Regions from separate parts of the Sus scrofa genome. Here region 1 is linked to region 2. The links are chromatin contacts, called in public HiChIP or PLAC-seq maps. All regions are on one chromosome and are shown on one strand. The core of a region is the stretch at or near the end of the contact, and the rest is flanking DNA. Distances in the headings are between cores, read along the strand shown. Region 1 overlaps CHD6 (chromodomain-helicase-DNA-binding protein 6). Region 2 has its middle 14 kb from the start of ZHX3.

Region 1 (4,966 bases), core at 337-2,836, 180 kb before region 2:
TACTCCTTGGAAGTTCCTGGCTTCGGCGCAGTAAGTGTGTGTCGGGCTGCAGAGACCCCCCATTTACTTCCCGCCGGCCGGTGCCGCTTTGACAAGGAGGATGCTGAGGAAGACTGGGGCCTAGCAAGTCCGAGAAAGCTGTGTCTGCCAAGAATGTCATTTTAAAGTGGAGGGAAAAAAGTTTTAAATTCTGATTAAGTTTTCCAGTAACAGAAATTACATCCCACGTCAGAAATGCTGTGCCAGAAAGTAGACATGCAACATCTTAAGACGATAGAACTTGCCTAAGCTCAGACCTCTCTTCCCTCCAGAATTACCACATCCATAAGCTCACAGAGAATTCTTTGGGTTGCGTAAGTGCTGCCACTTCATGAAAACGTTCCTGTATATTCCTTCAAGTTAATGGTGGTATGTTAGTTCTAGTTACTGCTTTGGGATTTTTCCTCAACTCCTTTTACCGCCTCTGCAGATGAGGAATCTGAGCACTGGAGTCTTCTCGTTTTTCTTTTCTCATTTGCTTGTCCACTCCACCACCATCTTTGTCCTGGGTTCATCTCATTAGTAAGATAAGGAGGTGGAAAGCCCACCAGAAAAGGAGAACGCATTCACAGAGGCACAGCCTCCAAAGACAGACGAAACCCACCAGGGAGGTAGCAGTGAAGAGAATGATTCAGAGGGGAGGGCTAGGGATTAAGCTGTACCCAGAGACACTGGTGGGTCAGCCAGGCGCTCTAGGCTAGGCTGGAGGGCCGGGAGGCCCCCACCGGAGGCCTGTTCTCCAGCTTGCTTCAAGGAGAGAGCCTAGGTGAGGGCCGGGTGGCTGTTTCCTTCAGCCTAACCCGATGGGTCCTGTGCAGAGGGCCGTGAATGAGAGAACAGCAGAAGCGACTGAAAGGCACTGTCCTCATCAGAAGAATCAGAGGCAGAATGTTCTTGTAATGTTGGTTTCCATTTACCTCCTAGAATTTTTCAGACAAACCAAAGCAGAGGAGGCCACGCTGTAAGGAACCTGGAAAGTTAGACGTCAGCTGCCTGAGCGGGGAAGAAAGGGTTCCTGCTGTCCCCAAGGAGCCAGGCCTGAGGGTAAGGAACAGGGACAACCGGCTGGACCCCAGCCTTGCAGCAGCTCCGGCTGGGGCGGGGGAGGGAGGTAGCTGCGCAGCCTTCTTCCTGAGAGGGCAGGGGCAGCACGGGAGGCTGCCAAGTAGTGATGAGGGGTGATGGGTGTTCTGACCAGCAGTGTGACTTCTGTGACATTTATGTTCAGTCTTTACCTCTGAAACTTTTGGTTTAAGTTGTACTTAAACCATCCTCAAAGCTTAATCCCCTGCCCCTTCCCCCCCGCAATTTTAGAGAGTTCAGGGAAAATTACCTTTAACTCTTATCAGGAGTCTGTTTCCAGTGTTTTACAAACTGTGCTATTGGAAATTTTCATTTTCCAACCTAAGTTTCTCTGGCTACCATTTAAGACATTTCCTCCTAGTCTGTCCTCGCTGGCAATGAAAAACAGCTGACTCCAAGCACTGCCCTTTTCCTATTATAGAATCATGAGCCTGGAAGAGACTTCAAAGACATCTGCAGATACTTGTAGTAGAAGGAATCTGAGTTAATTATAGTTTACAGATGACTACAAATTTGGACTAGAAAACTCACAACCTCTAGGGGGCGGTAATAACATTTCAACCAGAAAATGTGTTGAGCTTGGGCAAATGATACACAAATGTGCTTTTAACCTCCTTGAAGTGCCTTCTGCCCAAATAGGGTGCTTCTAAAGAGCCTCGTGGGGATCTGCCCTTCCTGGGTTGTCCTTGAAGCTCGCTGGCTGTCCTGAACTCCTTCCTCAGTCCTCTGCCAGCTCCAGCTTTCCTGGGTATGAACTCCCTCCTTGGTGGGATTTCCTGGATGCGGTTTCTTTTTTTAGCTCCAAGAGACCACCCACCCTAGTCATTTCCTCCTTGGGCAGAAAGAAGTTGTTACTTAATGTTCTCAAGGAGCTTGTTTCTGATTTGGCCCCTGGAGGATTGCTCTTCTAGCAGCTCGGCAAACATGACCGCCCTCGTACTGCTGCAGCCACTCAGGGACGGAGGTGGAGCCGGGCTACTTTTGAGAAAGTTTGGCGTGATGGAAAAGCTGTCCTCTCTTGCTTTATTCTCCGCAACACACCACCACCGCCCTCAGACGCAGTTACACAGTCCAGGCTGGTTGCACATTGGTTCCCATCACTCTGTCTTGGCCCCTGCACATGGCCTGCCCGCGCTGTCCCTTTGTCATAGCACACAGGGTCACGCTGGTCGTCCAGGAGAGCCCTCCAGTTCTTACTTGGTTGAGTCTCTGAGCTCTTGGTGTAGTGACTTGTCAGAAAAACCACAGGGTTTCCCCCTTGGCTTCCCATTTCTTACAACACCTCGAACAATTTCCCTCACACTCTCTAGAAATTAACGTTCATCACCCCCTCCCCCCAGAGATGCTGATCCTTTGCCAGAAAACTCATTTGTGAGCTGTTCTCGCAAGCCAGCTTCTTACCAGAGCTGGGCTTTCCCTCCTTTGTTAAGTAAACACAACAACAAGAAGCCCTGCCTTGGGAAGGCATGGAACCGCTTGTCCTCCTGGTCCTCGGGACTGTGCAGCCTTCCCGCGTCCCCTCAGCCGTGTCTCCCAAGGTCCCTCCACCCCCACCCCCCCCAGGACCAGAGCCTCTGAGGTGTGCTGCACTCCTTGTCTCTCTTAGAGACCCTAGCATTTCTTCTAGAAACACATCCGGATCCCACAAGGAACTTCTGCCTTCCTTCAGCCCCTTCTGCATGTGTGCGCTGGAGCTCGGCTGGCAAGTCCCAGAGACTTAGCATCGCACAGGCCACAGTCAGGCTCAGGGATTCAGCTTTAAGAAGGCCCAGGACATGTGGTTGCTCATTATTAAGTGTGTGTATGCACACACACATGCCTCATGTATGTTATGTGTGAAATTAGATTTGTTTTATGTACTTGGGTGTGGGGTGTTTGGGGGGCTTGTTTCTTAGCCATTTGGCGGTGAGTTGCAGAGGTGTCGTGTCATCCCTACAGAAGTACTTCAGCTGTGACTCCTGAGAATGTTTTCCCACATAACCAGTACCATTCTCGCACACGTCAATATGAATAACATCTTGTAGCTAGCCCACGTTCGTATTTCCTCACTTGTCCCCAAAATGTCTTTCAGAGCTAGTTTCTGTTGTGTTCGTTTTTAGGAGTTTAACCCGGGATCCACATGCTGCATGTAGTTGTTAGGTCTCTTTCCATTCAGGGGTATTCGTTGGCTGAACCTACTCATCTTCCCGGGAGGAGTAAGGAGATTTCGGTTGCCACCTCCTTCTCCACCTCTACCCAGGAGTGAGGTTTCAGAGCTGGAATCGCAGGCCTTGGAATCAATGCTGCCATGAATTGGTGAAGAAGGCTGTCCTTGGGTCGGAGTGCCCAAGCAGTCCCCTGGAAGGGCAGACCTGCCCCCAGTGTTGCTGAGTGTCTTCCTCTCCTTCCCTTCCATCCCCTTGCCCTCCCCCAGCCTCCCCTGGGAGAGGAAGCAGGTTTGTTCCCAGGGAGTAATTACCAGGAGGGAGAGCTGCCAAAGCCCAGCTTGGCCGCTGTGTGTGGTCGCCGAGCTGGCGGGGTGGGGGCACCTGCCGGGGCGGGGCAGCCATGGGCCAGCTAGAGTGACTGCCTCCCACACGAGCAGTGGGGCAAACCTCCTCTGCCAGCCTGCCACGCTCTCCACCGTGGAGGAACCCCTGCTCTTCACCCCAGGGGCCTTTCTGCTGCCACTCTCCCCTCTGAAGGGGAGGAGGCGGCCAGCCTGGGCCTGCTGGGAAGTTCCCAGGTCTGCACGGGCCCGGTGTTGTCTGCATCGGTGGTTCCAGACAAGGGCGGAAACGTCCTGATGCCTGAGGAGCACGACCTGAAGTCGACGAGCAGGACCACGGGGACCAAAGGCTGCCTGGAGTGAGCGCTCCAGCTCCAGATGCCCTGATGAGCTCAAGAGAAAGTATGCTGAAGAATGTCTGCCTTGTAGTAGAGAGTTTGAAAAGAAGATGAAGGCATCGTTCCTCAGGCTGGCGTTTCTTTTCTCCCCAACAGAAAGACTTCTGAAATTGAACGTGCCCTCCCACTGGAAAGGGAAGGGGGGAGTTAGGACAGAGCAGTTGGAGGTCGCAAGGAGAAAGACACACCTGGGCCCTGTCCCTGGCTCTTGGCTATGGCTGTGCTGCAGGGAAGAGGGCTTGGGAAGCCTTGTGGTCAAGTTGTGGTGACTGTAACCGGGCCCCAGGCTGAGGATGTGCCCAGCCGGGGCCTGAGGCTGTGGACTCCCCAGAATGAGGTGCTCTGCACTAGTGGGCCAAGATAGACTGGTAGGAAGTGGTGCCATTGGCCTGGCCCCGATCCGTCACATCTGACTGTCTCTCCAGAAGCAGGAGCCAGGCGGGAGTTGTTACCAGTCATCATCCCCAGTCCCAAGCAGCAGCTGCCCGGCACCCTGCTGAGCCAAGCTAGCTTGGCAAAGTACTGGTGGCCTCTCGGGAGTGGGAGTAAGACGGGTGGGCTGGGGCCACAGGGCCTGGGCTCTCACGCCGCCTCTGTCCCTGACCAGCTGTCCCTCAGGGCATGTTCTGCCCCCCTCGGCTTGGCGGAGAGAAGGCAGACTGAACACGACAGTACCAGAGGTTCCTCCCCTTCAGCTTTGCTAAACCAAGGCTTTTTGAAAAGTGTTTTCTTCTTTTTCCAGAGTTGAGCGTCCTAAAGCTTTTTTCCCACGATGACCTGGCTTTTCTTTACTATCCTTTGGGAAATTGAAGGGCAGGTATAGGACCTCAAAACTAACATTATTTCTGGGGAACTGAGAACATTCAAGTGCACGTTTTTCACGTATCCGTGACCCTGTGAACTGCCTGTAAAACAGCTGTGATAATAGCACTGACCCTGTAGGGTTGGGGTGACAACT
Region 2 (5,237 bases), core at 1,891-4,390:
GAGGCTGGATAGCAGGTTGCTGTAGGAATTTTTTGTTTGGGAAAGATGTTGCTCTGCATATCTTGTCCGATTCCACCGTCTTGGATGTTTTGAAGTTACTTTAGAACTGTGGCTTTAGGCTAGAGGCAGACGGATTATATTTAGTTGTGGGTATTGTACTTCGTTGTAGGTGAGGTGCCTGTGTGCACTACTACAGAAGTTACATCCAAAGCCCATCTGTATTTGTTAGAAGGTTGGAGTGAGAAGGACCCTCCACAGTGTTGGACCCCAGGCACATATCCTGGCATCTGGGCCAGCTAACCCCACTAGCCACTCACTTTTTCACTTGCTGCTCTTTGTAACAACTCACATACTTTTATATATTTATTCAAATTTCAATCTTTTGTTTTGAATATTTAGTACATTCACATTGTTCAGAGTTTAAAGTGGTTCACAGGTAAAGGCTTCTCTGTCTCCTCGCTCCCCTCCCCAGAGGCAACCAACCACTGTTACTAGTTGCTCATGTTCAGATCTAGAGAAATTTTAAGTGCATATGTAAATAAGCACAATGTTTTTCATTTACACATTGCTTTTTTGTTTGTCTTTTTAGGGCTGCACCCCCAGCATATGGGGGTTCCCAGACTAGGGGTCAAATTGGAGCTGTAGCTGCCAGCCTAAGCCACAGCCACAGCAACGCCAGATCTGAGCCATGTCTGCAGCCTACACCACAGCTCATGGCAGCACTGGATCTTTAACCCACTGAACAAGGCCAGGGATTGAACCTGCATCCTCATGGATACTAGTTGGGTTTGTTAACCACTGAGCCATGATGAGAACTGCACTTTGCTTTTTAATAGCCAACCGTGTCAAGATCATCACAGCAGTGGAAACAGTGAGTCCTCATTCTGTTCACAGGGGCGCATTATTCCCTTTCCCTGTTTGTGGACAATTAGGTTATTTCCAGCCCTTTATCATTGCAGTGTGGACTGTGGATCACCTTATATGTACGTCACTGCACTCATGGACAAACATATCTGTAGGCTACATTCCTGGAGGCAGACTTGCTGAATCAAAGGAAATGAGCATTTGTAATTTTGTCAGCTATTGTCGAACATTCTTAGTAGAGGTTTTACCAGTTCTCACTCTTGCAAGAGCGTGTGAGAGTGCCTTATTTCCTCACCCCCTTGCCAACTCAGTACCTCGTCAGTCATTTTGAGCTTTTCCAAACTAAGTGAAAGAAGGAGAATTAGAGTGGTTTTAATTAGTATTGCTCTTACTCTGGGTGAAATCGAGCATCCTTTCTGGAGCATAAGATCTTGCTGGGCTTTGTAGTGGGGCCATTGAAGAGAGTCAGCAGAGCAGACTGAGCCTGGAAGGAGGGGGAGCTCTGCCCACAGGGACAGCCAGAGAGTTCATGTCTAGATGCATATTCCTGAGAGGGTCAAACATGCCCACTGGCCTGCATGTTCTTTAGCCTATAAAGTCTTGAGCCCACACTGAAAAAATTCAATTAAAATAAAACCAGTGTCATTCAGAAGTGAAAACACATCTAGAACAAACCATTTACTCTTTTGCTTTTTAAAATTTTTAGTTTTAAAATTAATAATTTACTTTTATACTTGAAACAACATTTGGGTTCAAGTACATTTCAGTGTATGTAACATGTTTTAACTTTGGAAGGTGCAGGTTCTGACTACCTGGTTTTCAGGGTTTCCTCGGTTTGTCCCCAGCCTCTCCCTGTCCCCACCTCCTCACCCTCCCACCCCTCACCCCTCTTTATGTGGTTTTCTGTGGGTTTGAGCAGATTTTAGCAGAGATCAGAGTCTTTTCCCTGGGAACACTGGCCTTGCACAGCCTCCCTGCTCATTAGCAGCCTGACCCATTGGTCCTCTGAAATCCTATGACCAAACCAGCTTAATCCAGTTTTTCACCTGGAAAGGGACTTTCCAGTCTCAGCACAGATTGGCTTTGGCTTTTCGCAATGAGCTTCCTATCTTGGTTGACGGCAACACCAGCCTTCCTGTTGCTTAGATCAAAAACCTGGGAGTCATCCTTGATTCCTGTGAGTACGATGTTCACACGCAGCTCTCCTTTCAAAATGTGTCCAGAGTCCAGCCGCATCTCCTTAACCTCCATCTCTACCGTCCTGGTCCGGGCCATTGTCATCTCTTGCCTGGACTGCTGCCATACCCTCCGGACAGGTTTCCTGCTTTCCTCTTGTTTTTCCCTCAGTCTGTTCTCAGCACAGCCAGCAGGTGTCCTGTGGGACACAAGTCGGATCACGTCAGCCCTTTGCTCCAAGTCCTCTCGGGCACTGCCCATCTCAGAGAAACCCAAGTCGTCCACATGGCTCTGCACAGCCCTCACCACCTTGACCCTGTCTTGACTCCCACTCAGCTGTTCTTTGAACAGGCCAGGCACATTCCCACCTCCAGGTCCTTGCACGACCCAAAGCATTGCCGTTTGCTGGCCAGAGAGCAAACAGCGAAACAAAGCATGCACTTTCTCTTGAAGCTTCCCCTAGAGAGGACACGTTTGCTTACATTTCATTGTTTACACCCATCTGCAGGTGGGCAGGGAAATCCAGTGTGTTCAGAAAGCAAGCAAGCCCCGGACCACAGGTGAATAGCCTAATAACCACAGAGAACGACTGGCTTCTTCATACAGCAATGGCGTCTTTTCAAAAATCCTTATATACCCAGTTCCTAGCACAGAGTCCTGAGAACATTGTAAGTTCTCAAAGATTTTTGAGTGACAAAATCAATTTAGTGAGTGAAAGCTTCAAGAAGGCAACTTGGGAGGTGCTTATTACTACGAGGAATCATTTCTAACATCTTTCTAACCCCAGTAGGTGCTGACCTCTGGGTCGATGGAGATATTCAAGCGCAGACTAGACTAACCACCTGATAGGACTGGGTGGTTAGCCATCCTGACCACAGTAGTGATACTTACAAGATGATTCATGCAAAGATGAGCAATTGAAATATGTCGTCTCTGAAGTCCCTTTAATTCGGAGGCCACTGTATTTTTTATCATCATCGCCTTTCTGAGTTTGAGAAAGAATGAATTCCTATTTGCTGCAGAGGTGATAACACCTGAGGGGAGCTGGCCGTTTCTGTTGGTGACTTGACAGAAACAGGAACTGTTTGTTGGGGGAAGTAAGTGCAGAGCTCTGGCCCTGAGCCCTCTGCTGGATGGTGATTACTAAATGCAGAAAGTATTGTGACCCTTAAGTAGCCAGAGAGAGAAATTAGGCCAGTTCCGGGCTTAATGTGGCTTTGACACTTGAGTACTAGGGCATAAAAACAGACTTCAGTTCTTTTGTTTCAGCAGAAATCTGACAATTCCAGCCAGCAGATCTTCTGGGCTGCCAAGGTCCTGCCCACACACATTCCTGAAGATGGACAGTCTCTCTTGTGTTCTTTTTGTTGTAGATTCCTGCTGACTAACTTCAGTCAAATTAGTTAGGCCCACTGTGACAGAGTTCTCTAGTCATACACGAGAGTAGGCTCATGGTAGCCCTGTCTAGCTGTCCTAATTTTTAAAAATTACAACACTGGACAGATTCAGCTTGTAAAAATCTTAGAGCCCTCATAAGAAGGCTCAAAATTATGTAATTAATAATGTAAATAGGAGTTCCCATTGTGGCTCAGCTGGTTAAAAACCTGATGTAGTCTCCATGAGGATACAGGTTCAATTCCTGGCTTTGCTCAGTGGGTCAAGGAACCAGTGTTGCTGCAAGCTGCAGCATGAGTTGCAGACGTGGCTCAGATCTGGTATAGCTGTGGCTCTGGTGTAGGCCAGCAGCTGCAGCTCCTATTTGACCCCTAGCCTGGGAACTTCCATATGTTGAAGGTGTAGCCGTAAAAAGAAAAAATATATAATAAAAATAATGTAAAATAATTAAAGGTAGTGGGTTTATTATTCATTTGGTATTCAGAGTGAATGTGGCCTAAAAAAGAACAGGAGAGTTAAAGAGTCAGAACATCAGGCTCATGTACAAATCTGCGTGTGACTTTGGTCTGTCACCTCCTCTTTTTTGCTGATAGCCCTTCAATGCTGTGGGGGAAGGGGCAGTAATAACCATCTCTGGAGGCTATTGGAATGGATCAGGAGAGATAAAAGTGCTTTGAGAGAGAATTGAAGTGAATCCAGTTTCCTGGCTGGTCATGGAATTTTCTCAGACTTTCTAGCATAGCAGTGGCGCCATCAGTGCAAATTGATCCATGTGTGGTATTATCTTATACTTCAGAAGTCTTCTTGAGATGGAACTCAGTGGTTTAATTCAGAGTTTATGGCAGTGGTTCACAGTACGAGCCACTGCCACCACTGGGATCACTCGATTCGTGCCAAACAGTAATCTAAAAGGTATTTGCATATTCTTTCATTTATAGCTTGGACTGAGTTCACAATAAGAACCTGCTGGGTGTTGTTTTGTTTGTACATCTAGCCCCCATACAACTTTTTGACACTTCCAAGGTATGGAATTCACTAATTTTCTTCAGCTATTGTGTGCAACTTCATACAAATATATAATTTTTAGGATGTTTGTAACTAGGACTATTTTCAAGGGTGAAAACTCCAAATTTCCAAGGATTCTGCCTCAAATTGCGCCCTTATGAATTTCAGGATGTCAAAGGTCCAACGAAATGGTCAAATCCATTGATGGCTTGAAATTGATATTTGAAAACGAGTGGTCAGATTCCCTCCACTTCTCCCTGGCAGTTTTATTTTTTTCTTCTTATGGCCACATCTGTGGCATATGAAAGTTCCTGGGCCAGGGGTCAAATTGGAGCTGCAGCTGCTGGCCTATGCCATAGCCACAGCAACGCGGGATCCAAGCCACATCTGTGACCTATACCGCAGCTTTCGGCAATGCCAGATCCTTAACCCACTACTGAGCAAGGCCCAGGATTGAACCCACATCCCATGGCAGTTATTTATTTCAGTCGAATGGTTCCACAAGGCAAGTTTGCCAAGTAAATGACAAGATAGTGGCAAAAATTCGGGGGTCCATTTTGACAAGGCCTCGGCAACTGTGGGTGTATCAAGACCCCTCCCCATACCCCTCTTGTACCACTTGTGTACCAGATGGTTCCTGGCACACTGAAACCTCTCAGCTGAAAGTGAGTGATTCTGTATGCACAACCATTTTATATGCTGGCTACCCTGCTTTCATGGTTTGTTGCTCACTGGCACTATTAATTTTATTTAGTTTAATCCTTACTGCTGTTTTTAAAATTAAAAGCCACACATGA

Evidence for each region. HiChIP or PLAC-seq counts read pairs in DNA pulled down with a chosen protein or histone mark.
Region 1: a contact with region 2 is called in an H3K27ac HiChIP or PLAC-seq map of skeletal muscle, with 2.8 times the contacts expected there. The contact joins two enhancer-like sites. A contact is called at or near these places in 1 of 47 Hi-C or Micro-C datasets (fibroblasts) and 1 of 2 datasets of contacts at active chromatin or transcription factors (skeletal muscle).

What each region holds. Positions count from the first base shown.
Region 1 is chr17:44,051,776-44,056,741 of Sscrofa11.1, reverse strand. It overlaps CHD6 (chromodomain-helicase-DNA-binding protein 6), which reads left to right. Exons shown (of 37, transcript XM_021077872.1): 36 at 964-1,083. Among named protein-coding and RNA genes, the nearest start is that of EMILIN3, 41 kb to the right of the region's middle. Within about 2 kb of position 1,586, at least 21 of the 83 cell types and tissues checked have an H3K27ac peak or open chromatin away from gene starts, as enhancers often do. A contact at or near this core is called in skeletal muscle, where this site is marked.
Region 2 is chr17:43,870,039-43,875,275 of Sscrofa11.1, reverse strand. It overlaps a transcript of ZHX3 not described here. Among named protein-coding and RNA genes, the nearest start is that of ZHX3, 14 kb to the right of the region's middle. Within about 2 kb of position 3,140, at least 23 of the 83 cell types and tissues checked have an H3K27ac peak or open chromatin away from gene starts, as enhancers often do. A contact at or near this core is called in skeletal muscle, where this site is marked.